Linked DNA regions of Zea mays: region 1 is linked to region 2. A link is a contact called in public Hi-C data. All regions are on one chromosome and are shown on one strand. Each heading gives the region's core, a stretch centred on a gene start, on an enhancer-like site or on the middle of the called end of the contact. The rest is flanking DNA. Distances are from core to core; before and after follow the strand shown.

Region 1 (5,094 bases), core at 1,226-3,725, 190 kb after region 2:
CTTAGACCGGTTGAGTGCTTCTTCTTAATCTCGAGGATCACTTAGATCCCGCAAGGATCATCACACAGTTACGTGTCTCTTGCTAGCTTTACAAGTCAATGAGAATTTAGAAAGAGAGGAAGAAAGCACGATCAAGAAAACCAAGCAACAAATGAAACGTTGTCTCACACTCTCTAGAATCTCACACAAGGCACTTAGTCGTTAATGAACACAATCACAATTGTCGCACTTGGAGGATCTTTGATGCTTGAGTGAGGCTTTTGAGTGAACTCTAGCTATTTGCAATGAATTTGGGAGTTGGAATACTTGGATGCTATTGAAGGGGGTGGTTGGGGTTGTATTTATAGCCTTCAACCACCACATAGTTGTTGCCTCTTTTCTGCCACTTGCGGACGGTCCGCGAGCCGAGTCCAGACGGTCCGCACATGCAGGATCAACGACTAATCACAATGGTCGGTTTAACGGCTATATCAACGACTATAATTGCATTAAATATGTCGTCAGATATCAGATAAACCCTGACGCGGATGATCCCATCGTGCCTCCGGACAGTCCGCGTGGACGTTAAATATACATTTAACAGAATCTGGCACCTTCGAGGTTTTCTAATTTTCAATGGGCGGACGGTCTGCGCCTGAGGGCGGATGGTCCGCACATGGCGCCTAACGGTCTTCACTTATCTTCCGGACGATCTATAGTAGAGATGTGCATTTTGCACGGTTCCTGTCTGAAGTGATTGAAGTGTCGCTGACGGTCCGCCAGAAAGGCATGGACGGTCCGAAGCTAAGTGGAATTTCCAAAAAGAGTTCATATCCAGAATAATCTACGTTATTTCGGAAAGTCCGCAACAGGGGCTTGGACGGTCCACGATGCACTTTTTTAGGGTTGATCTTTCTTGAAGTATTTATGGGTTCCTAAAATCATAACATTAGTAAACTAGTTAGCTCAATTGGATGTGATGGTCATTAGTTACCAAAATAAGTGTGGAAATGGTTTTTAGTCCTATTTCCCTTTCAAACACTAATGCACTGTCTAAGACATGATGTGAAAGATTTTTATTATGTTTATAGCTTAAATTAAGACATGTTTGTAAACACACCTGTTTTTTAAAAACAAGTTTCTAGAAACTAGTTTTTGAAAAAAGTTGGGTGGGGATGTTTGGAACTCAATCTCTAGTTTTTTATACATAATTACTAGCATATTCTTCTTATATTTTAAAAATCGTGACAATAGATGTAAATTCCATGAAACCAACAATCAAACAAAACCTGGCTTTAGAGAGTAATTTCTTGGTTTTTAAGAAATTGGGAATCCAGTTTCTATAAACTGAAACATAAACTGATATATTCAGAGCCAATCTAATTTCTATAAACCAGTTTCTTAAAAGTCCCTTAGTAACGCATAAGAGAACATTGAAAAAGTTGAATTAAGGAGCCAATAGAACGTTACTAGAAGTTTGGCATCAGTACTAGGGATGGGCATTTGTTTTTTTAAACTTCGATTCTGTTTTTCGGTTTTTTAGACATTAGAAACCGATCGGTTTAAAAAAACAAGAAGTTCGGTTTCGGTTTTTACTTTGTTTTTTTGTAAAACCGAATACCAAACTTATACTCAAGACAATATATACAACAAGTTTACATGATAGATTACACATAATTTTAAAAAGTAAAAATTATATAGGTACAAATATTTAGAGATACAGCATATCATACATCACATACAAATAAGTTAATAATAATTTAATTGTATCACACATTTAGTTCACATAATCGAATAATAAAATTTGAGAATTGATAAAGTTTGGTATTTGGTATTTTTGGTATTTCGGTTCGATCTACGGTAAAAACCGATTACAATATCGAAAACCGAACTTCTTAAATAAAAAAACCGAAATTTTAGTATGGTTTAGTTTTCGGTTTATGGTAAAAAGTACCCACCCCTAATTAATACAAAGTGCCACAGAATCTGGCTTCTGTGAACGTCAAGCCTAACAAACTATACGAGTCTCTCATGAACATCACGCCAAATAGCCGCTAGTTTATTAAGAGAAACAATATAATACTACATGTAAAAATATTTTTAGAAAGAACTGTAGAAAAATGTACTCGACCCTTTTTATGTTTTTTTTGTATGAGAGTCTCTGCAACGAGAATTTGACCACATGATCTACAGATTCTATATAATTCTATAATGCTAACATAATACTACAAAGTTTTACCTCCATCTATTTTAAATTGTAAATTATCTTTTTAGGCGATACTGTAAAAGCTAGAACAATTTACGAAGGAAATATATACGCTCTACGAGAGTTTTAACATTTTTATATACGATTATGTACCTTCTCATTGTTATTATAATTCTGGATGACGGTAAATTTAAATCTGGCTTCAATTTTAAGTTTTAGATGTGAGTGTATCCTGTGCTCAGCATGTGCGCCTAAAATAAAAGACGTCTACCCTCTACCGGCAGCGGCAGGCACCATTCGCACTCTCCTATCAATTCACCAGCAAAAATTTCCCAGCGCCGGCCTCGCGGCAGACCGGCCTCCGTATCACTGCGCAACCGATGGCTTCCTCCCCGTGGCTGCGCACCGCCGGTGCCGCCCCTGTCCCGCCGCCAGAAGCAGCAGCAGCTGCTGCTACCGCCGCCGCCACCCCCGCCCCGACGTCGGAGCAACACCGGGTTAAGGTTCCCCCACAATCCCATTTTCTATTCTGTCCCTCGTTCGTTGGCTCGTTTTATTTGGCTCTCCAGGTCCAAGCTGAGCTCCTGACTGGTGCGTGCAGGAGGAAGGAAACGCTGCCGCCGCGACTGTACCGAAGCAGGAGGAGGCCAAGCTCCACTTGCCGCGGGACAACGACTCGTAATTGCGATCCCCCTTGCGATGCGTCGCGTCTCTGTTACCGCAATGCATGCTCTGTCCTTGCGTGATTCTCGATAGGAACGCTGCTTCACTTACGGTTATATTGTTTTATGCGTGCGCCCGTAGGACTACATGGGATCCGCGAAAACACTGTTGTATACTTGTATAGTCGAGTCGACAGAGGTAGATGCCTGGTACTAGTGCTGTAGTGCATGGATGAGATGGGGCTGTTACCCTAATACTGATAGCCCCGTAAGGCATAGTATATTAATGTTATATATATAATCATATACGGATATACCAATAACAGGAGTACCTCATCAGTCACCACTTTTGTTGTTTTACCATGTGCACAAGGAGTGGTGGAGGTGGAGCCAGAACCAAAGCCCTGTAGCGCAACAGCACCAATATTCTAGACTTCAATATATTTGTTTGTTAGCAAATTTCAGCAAAAGAAATACTACTTTGCAAAAAACTTGTGGGTCGATGTGGTTCCACTGTGGAGCACATGCGAGTGCCTCTTCATCTATGACGGTGTTAGGCATGTGAAGGGAATATGATTAGGCTATATGCTGTTGATAATCATGTAAAAATAGTGGCAAAAAGGAATCAAGTTAGTATATATTTGTTCAGAAAGTGTGTCAAGGTATGAAGGCTACCATTTGCACATTATGTCTCTCCTAATTTTCTGGTTCCAGCATATTAATTTTCTGGAAGAGGAAAAAAGATGACATCTGTTTGCTAGTTAGTGAAATAAACACAGGTTTCGTCCCTATACATTGATTCTTTGCATCTGTAATGTCATATCTTCGTCTCTCTATCAACAATGTATGATGTATCCAAATCCCATGATTGACAAGCTGATCTGGACAATTTTGACTTTGTAGTAAGTTACACACTGAATTGTTTGACTAGTTACCTTTTGGTTCAGAATATCAAACCTTAGATTGTTTTTCTTTACACATTAAATACACTTTATTTTGAAGAACCTATGTAGTCCTTTTTTAACATAATGGCAGGAGCTCTACCTCTCAATTAAGAAGAAGAACCTATTTAGTCCTTGAATTACATAACTTTGATTTGCAATTGGAGGGAGCAGGAATAGAACATCTTAATCCTGTTAAGCCTCTGATTGGCATAGCAGATGTATTCCTTTGCTTTGGACCAAGATTCTGCATGTCATCACTTTGAGAAGCCATCAAGGTTGATAGTAAATTTTGTGCGTTGTGTTTTACATGTGTAGAGAAGCAGTAACCCAAGAGCATGGACAAAAAATCAATAGATATCAAGCAATCCTTGCAGCCCGTCTGAAGGCTAAGTTTTTCTCTAAGAAGGCTTTTGACAGAGGTACTCATGCACTCTTCAACCTTTTTTACTTTCTAGAGTCACCTATTATGCTATTTTTCTCTTTGTCCAGACAGCGAGATCACTTTTTCGGGCTGTAGCAGCTCTGCCGTTGAGTGAAAAAAGTGTTATACTTATCTCTAATATCAGCGAAAGTTAGGGTGGCACTGTTCATATTGTTTTTGATAGGAATCCATGACTAAAGTTCTCTTACATATCAGTCACAATATATTAGTCTAGGACATAACTTTGTTACAAAATAAGTACTCCTTAAACTTAATAATCATCAGTTCTGATTTAATAACTGTAATTATGGAAGCCTAGGGTCTGTTTGAGCTTACCTGAATTAGAATGTCAGTCAATTTAAGATCATCACAACTCTTTTCAGATGCTAAACTAGAAAATGGGCTTTCCCCCTCTCAGTATCAACTCAAGCTAGCCATTGATCTGTTATTTGGCTGCCTGATAATAAAGAACTAATAACTTGCTAATGCATCTCCACTGTTAGTCAGACAATTATTAACAGCTTAAGTGCATGTTATATCTTATGTGTATGCTTAGATCCTTAGATTGCCGCTTCATATAGAAATGTTGCATCAAACAGGACCATGCAAATTATTTGTTAGTAAAAAAAACATTGAGTAGACATGATATATGACTATATTTTCTGTATTAACCTTTTGTGTTTATAAGTCATTTGATCAACATCTCCAAGCACTACAAATCTATGTTTATGGCCTTATGGCGGCTACTAGTAGAAATGGGAACCAAGTAGTGGCAGCCTCTGTGACGTATTGTTAAATTTTTCTGTTGTGGCTTGTCACCAAGTAGTGGTAGGGTTCAGGGGTTTTCTTTTCTCAATTTCAATTTGCTTTTCTGTCTTCCAC
Region 2 (5,608 bases), core at 2,921-5,420:
CCATCTTCGAATAAGACGGACCCCAGCCCAACTGGAACGGAGGGGGGCAGTTACCTAGCTGCGGTGCATAACCTAGCATCAATGTTGGCTCTGGTACAGGTATAGGGTCATGCCTGCCGATGGTCCCATAAGGCGGAGCTCCAGCCGAGGCCATCCTTAGCTGTTGCTCAAAGCTTGGATACATCTGCTGCTTGGGGCCACCAAATCCAAGTTGCAAATCACACCGCTTCAAGAACAATCAAAGCTTGCTATTAGAAAACAGAATGACATAAATAAACTTGATTAACATGTAAGCGAATAGATATGCCACAACAAATAGTGCATAAACTGTATGCCTATGGCACAAAGATAAGCCTTAGATATAGAGGTTGTTACAGTTCAGCTGCAGCAAAATCTTAAGGCAACCCAAGGCTAAGGTATGCAGGAGGAAGCAAAAAGGCATAATTAGATCTCCAAGGCAAGCTGGGTTCCCCTGAACGCCTAGGGGGCATCTTTGCAACTGAGAAAGCGACACCTTTGAAAAAGAGAAAGCTACACAAACACAATATATCATGCAACTCACATATATTTCAGCCATCAAGCAAAAGAGTATCTTATTATCTAGCATCATATGTTTCAGTCATCAAGTAGATGATCACATTTCCGCTCCATGCATATAGAGAATATATGGACCCACAGGAATAATAGTGAATATACTAACTAAAGCAAGTTGACTACAGATCTATCACTGATTGTGTGAAAAACAGTGGCATAATAACCCAGTCAAACCTATGCAGGCTATTGCTATTAGATGATATACTAAAATAAATTAAATAGCCATTCACCTGATCTTGAATAATCCTGCTCAGTGGAACATCTTCAACAGCACGAACCAAAGAAGTAAAGCTACCAAAATTGGTTTGCATGGACATAAAATCATCAATAGTCCCACTTGTCCCAGTAGCAGGTAGTGAGTCACAAGAAGGGCCTGCATCATTGTATTGATTATCTAAGTCACTGTCAGATTTTTCCAATGCCTCAAGCATGGAACCCTTGATATCAAAATCCAACGTGCAGTGCTCATTTGGTTCAGTGCGACTGGTAGAGCTGACAAAAGAACTCCTAATATTGTGCATATCAATATCATCAGTTGCAGTACCACCAGTAAGTGTGTTTAGGTCAGATAATGAGTAACAGTTTGCAAAAGCATTTTTCATACTAATGACATTACTCAACTGGGCAAGACTACTTTCTGTGATAGTACCATTGAAGATATCACTGTTATAAGCTTCAGCATCAAAACCAGTTTCATTACTTGTCATGTTTTGTGAGTTCACTAGTGCTTCTTTCGCACGATCTTCACCTCTGTTGCCATAGTCCTTGATTTCAGGAGTCATTGAACAGGAAGAAGTGAAACAATCCACATTTATTTGAGCTCGAGGTATAGGTTCCATGGTCAAATTAGATTGGTACATTGTGACATTTTTCTGGTTGACAAAATTTTCACCCTTACAGGTGTCGTTCTGGTTGGCAAAGTTTCCATCCTTACAAGCCGTGTCATCATTAGAGGTAGTACCGAAGCATTGGGCGATAATGGATGATCGAATAGCATCATCAGGAGTATCAGATGTTTCATTGTTTCCACCAGAAATAGGAGAAGATATTGAATCCAAACATGAATTGAGATTTACATCCCTTACTCTGACATCATTTTTTATTTCACTGTCTTTAAAAGAAGTCATTTCGCAATCCATAATCTTGAGCTCAGCAGATTTCTCACTTTTGAAGCTTCTGGGGTTTTCCGCATTGCAAGTTATATTGCCACCATCCACTTCCGTACCAATTGAATTAAGATCAGGCTCATTCCTAGATACTGAAAGTGGGTTACTTTCTAGCTGGTTACTAAAATCATGTTCTTCAGGAGAACTGACAATTTTGCCATGCAGTAGATCACAGGACATATTAGTACACCTCGTTGAATCATCTGTGCATTTTCTTTCATCAGGATCATTCACAGTTGAAGAAACCTCTTTATGTACATCACAAGTTTCATCAGACCTATTGAACTTTTGGGAATAATCTGCATTGGAAAGTTCTGGATCTTTTAAGCTGATATTCTCATGAACATTCATGGAGTTGCAAACACCCAATTTCCTTTCAGCATCAATAGAAAGAGAAGTTACAACATTGTCACATGCTTCATCGTGGGTTTTATGATCATCAGAATTGTCGACAGTATCCAGATGATGCCCAGAGGAAGGCTCTCTGGCAGGATGTTTTTTTATCATTTCAAATGCATCTGTAATATCCATTAGAGGGTCCTTATGATGTGCAGAGACAAGTTCTCCAGCAACAAGTCCTTTTTCCTGTTCAGGAAAGCCATTCATCTCCTTAAGAGGGTCCTTCTGATTCACAGAGATATCTCCTGAAGATTCTTTTCCCTGCTGAGGCAACTCAGAAGGTTCTTTTCCCTGTTGAGGCAACACAGAAGGTTCTTTTCCCTGTTGAGGCAACACAGAAGGTTCTTTCCCCTGTTGAGGCAACATAGAAGGTTCTTTTCCCTGTTGAGGCAACACAGACGGTTCTTTTCCCGGTTGAGGCAACACAGACGGTTCTTTTCCCTGTTGAGGCAACACACAAGGTTCTTTTCCCTGTTGAGGCAAGATAGTGATCTCCTGAGATCCACATGGCACTGCCATCAAGGATGGTCGACCATCTAACAGTTCTGCTGGACTCAGACCTTCATACCTTACATTTGCAGCGCTGTGGCCAAAATTGCCAGATACCTCTCCAGAGGTCTTCTGCTGAGTCTTCTCGTAGTTTCCATCTATGTTGGTACCCAATTCTCCAGATTTACTAACCCTGCGCCTTTTAGCTTTCCTTTGGTGAAAGGACAACTGATGTTGCATATAGGCGCTCTGGTCATGAAACGTCAAATTGCATTTCCGGCACTCCTTTGCATTCACTTCTATTGGAGCTTCATCCTTCTGAAGTTTTTGTTGATGAGAATCACCAGAGGAATTAAACAATGCAACTGAATTAACTGGCACTGCAATTTGCTTTTCCTCAATTGAGATGGTTTGCTGGTGAAGACCTACAGACTGATCAAAAGTACTTTTAAATTAAACTATGAAAACCCAAGCACACAAATAAAATGCATAATCAAAACTTACATTAACATGTAGGTCATGCACTCCTGCATTGTTAATCTGAGAGGCAGTTGGCTTTGCCTCCTGATATCCAAGAAGGGACAAGAGGTAGGAAGATACTTCTTTGCAAGTAGCAAACTGATGTCCTTTGGGGCTGAGTATGATATAAGCAATTCAGCACAGGTGAATAACAGCTGTAGAAAAATAATTTGACAAATGCTATAGGCTACTAATGAAATAAGAAACAAATCAAAAAGTACATATATCCAGGTGTTGTGGAAATTAACCACTGTAAAGGCAGATGTTATAGTGGCATACTGTTCTAGGCTCCTAGCAAAAACTTGGCACAGCTATGCTTTTTCTCTCTCGAATACGCATGAGAGCTGTGTATCATTTATATTAAGGAGAAACAAGGGGTTAAGAAACCCTACAACAACCACTGATTACAACACGCCAAACAGCTATGCTTTTCATCAAACAACTACAAAATTACGTGATTCATATCGTTAAAAGGAAACAAAAAGACATTTTCACAGAAAAAGATATGTTTTTATAACTGCATGCATTTGTGATGGCACTAACATCAGTCTTGAATCTTGATGCGATGGTATTTCACTAATTTTGCTTGTTTGGGTATTAGCCTAATTTTCTCAAACTCAGATGAAGATGATAGTTGTTCAGATATATGCAGCTCGATGTTGTAAGCCTATTGTATATATGTTTAAGCGCTTGAGGGCACGGATCTGAGCAGCATATTTCATATAGAAGTCCTATCCTCCTAATCTCAATTTCATGTTTCAGTTAGGTTACTGACCTATTGGGGAAAGACAACTCAGTGCTAAAGAGTAAGTAGACAATCTTTCTATGACAGAAGCACTGTGAGGCTACTATGGAACTTGTGAAAAAACATGCATATAATCACTTCGTGACAGTTTGAAACAGAATCTGAATCATTATACATACTCTGAAAGACTGAAACCGTACCAACTGAAGCCTATACTACAATAAACAAGTATGCCTGGGTACAGGAACAGACCTCACATAACGGCGGCAATTAATCCATGCGACACGCTCCTTTCGCTTGAGCCCAAGCAGCAGTTTCCACCCACAGGGCAGGTGGTCACCGAACATGCCAGCATTCACAAACTTCCTCCGACGCCTCCGGCTTCCCCATTGCCCTTCCAGCGCGTTCATGAATCCCAGCAGCTCGGACTCTGACCCCAATCCTGCCGTACGCTGACGTAGCTCTTCCCCATACGGATCCACAAGATCGGCGAGTCTCACCAGGTCAACCACCAAACCCTTTGGATTCAGCACTACCCTATCGGGGTCTGCCGCCGCAGCAGACGGCGGCGGCAGAGACGGCGCGGGCGGTGCAGGTGCTGTTATCGCGGGCGCGGCTAGGGTTTGCGGTCGGGGTGGAATCGTAGGCGGAGCAGGGTACGAGGGGTCGTCACGCGCGAAGAGGCGTTGGAGGTAGAACACAATGAGGCGGTTGTCGGGGTCCTCCTCGGTGGGGGCAGCTGGCGTAGATAAGGAGGAGGCCCCGGTGGTGGTGGGCGTTAGTTTGTGGGATATGTTGGTGGCGACGCGGCGACGGGAGAAGGTTTGTTTGCGGGAACCTGCGCTCTCGTTGAAAACGGCGCGGTCGATCTTCGGGGGAGAGAGGAACTCGCTATCGCGGCGCCGGCGCCGGCCCCGGCGGGAGTCGACGGCGTAGGGCGATGCGGCAGCTAGGGCCACGAGATCCGACTGTGTCAGCGCCCGGAGATCCACTACGGCTGCTACCTCAGTCCCCATTGCCCAGCGTCGCCGTCACCGGCGGCTGCTGGGCGACGGAGGATTCGGGGTTTGGCTTAGGAGGGGAGGAAACGCATGAGTGCAGAGTGCTGGATGCGACGAGGACGATGGGGACGGGAGATGTTCAAGACAGGAGTGGGCCAGTGTGGGTTGAGATGTCGAGTGGCGCGGCGGGCCCCGTAATCGAACGGTTACGGTGCCTTCCAATTTGCGTGTTGATTTGATCAAACCCTGGACTGTGAATACTGAACCCAACTAGTCTCACGTGGTCATCACTCACCGCGCCGCCGCCGCCGCCACCGCCAGCAATGGCGCGCCGCCTCTTCTGTGCCACGAGAACGCTCCTCCTTCCTGCCCCAGCTCCCGTGCCGGCGCCCACCTCTGCGTCTTCTGCAGCGGCCGCGGAAGCGTCGGCCTCGCTCCTGCCACTGCTCCCCTGCAAGCGGAGAAAGAAGCTCCTGAGGAAGCTCAACAGCCCACGGGTCGCGCCTATCGAGCCGGAGGCCGCGCGTCGCGTTCCGGCCCTCGACGCCGTGCTCGACCGCGATACGGCCTTCCGCTTCCTCCACCGGGCGCGCTCGTTCCTGGCTTCCCTCCCGCCTCCGCACCGGATCCCCCTTGCCGAGGCTGGAAAGCTGTACCGCGAGCTCGGCTTCCCCCGCGGCCGCAAAGTGTCGCGC

Evidence for each region. A called contact is a pair of places that touch in the nucleus more often than the background predicts.
Region 1: a contact with region 2 is called in a Hi-C map of leaf, with 5 times the contacts expected there. The contact joins the promoter of LOC103647514 here to the promoter of LOC100279021 in region 2. A contact is called at or near these places in 13 of 25 Hi-C or Micro-C datasets (bundle sheath, ear and leaf).

Annotation. Positions count from the first base shown.
Region 1 is chr2:193,542,444-193,547,537 of Zm-B73-REFERENCE-NAM-5.0, forward strand. LOC103647514 reads left to right here and starts at 2,476. Exons shown (of 7, transcript XM_020548516.2): 1 at 2,476-2,688; 2 at 2,787-2,863; 3 at 4,107-4,210. The coding sequence starts at 2,566.
Region 2 is chr2:193,348,480-193,354,087 of Zm-B73-REFERENCE-NAM-5.0, forward strand. It overlaps LOC100279021, which reads left to right and starts at 4,171. Exons shown (of 3, transcript XM_035965424.1): 1 at 4,171-5,608. The coding sequence starts at 5,237. It overlaps mbd117 (methyl binding domain 117), which reads right to left and starts at 4,928. Exons shown (of 4, transcript NM_001130128.1): 1 at 4,165-4,928; 2 at 3,153-3,282; 3 at 825-3,080; 4 at 1-226. The coding sequence starts at 4,928.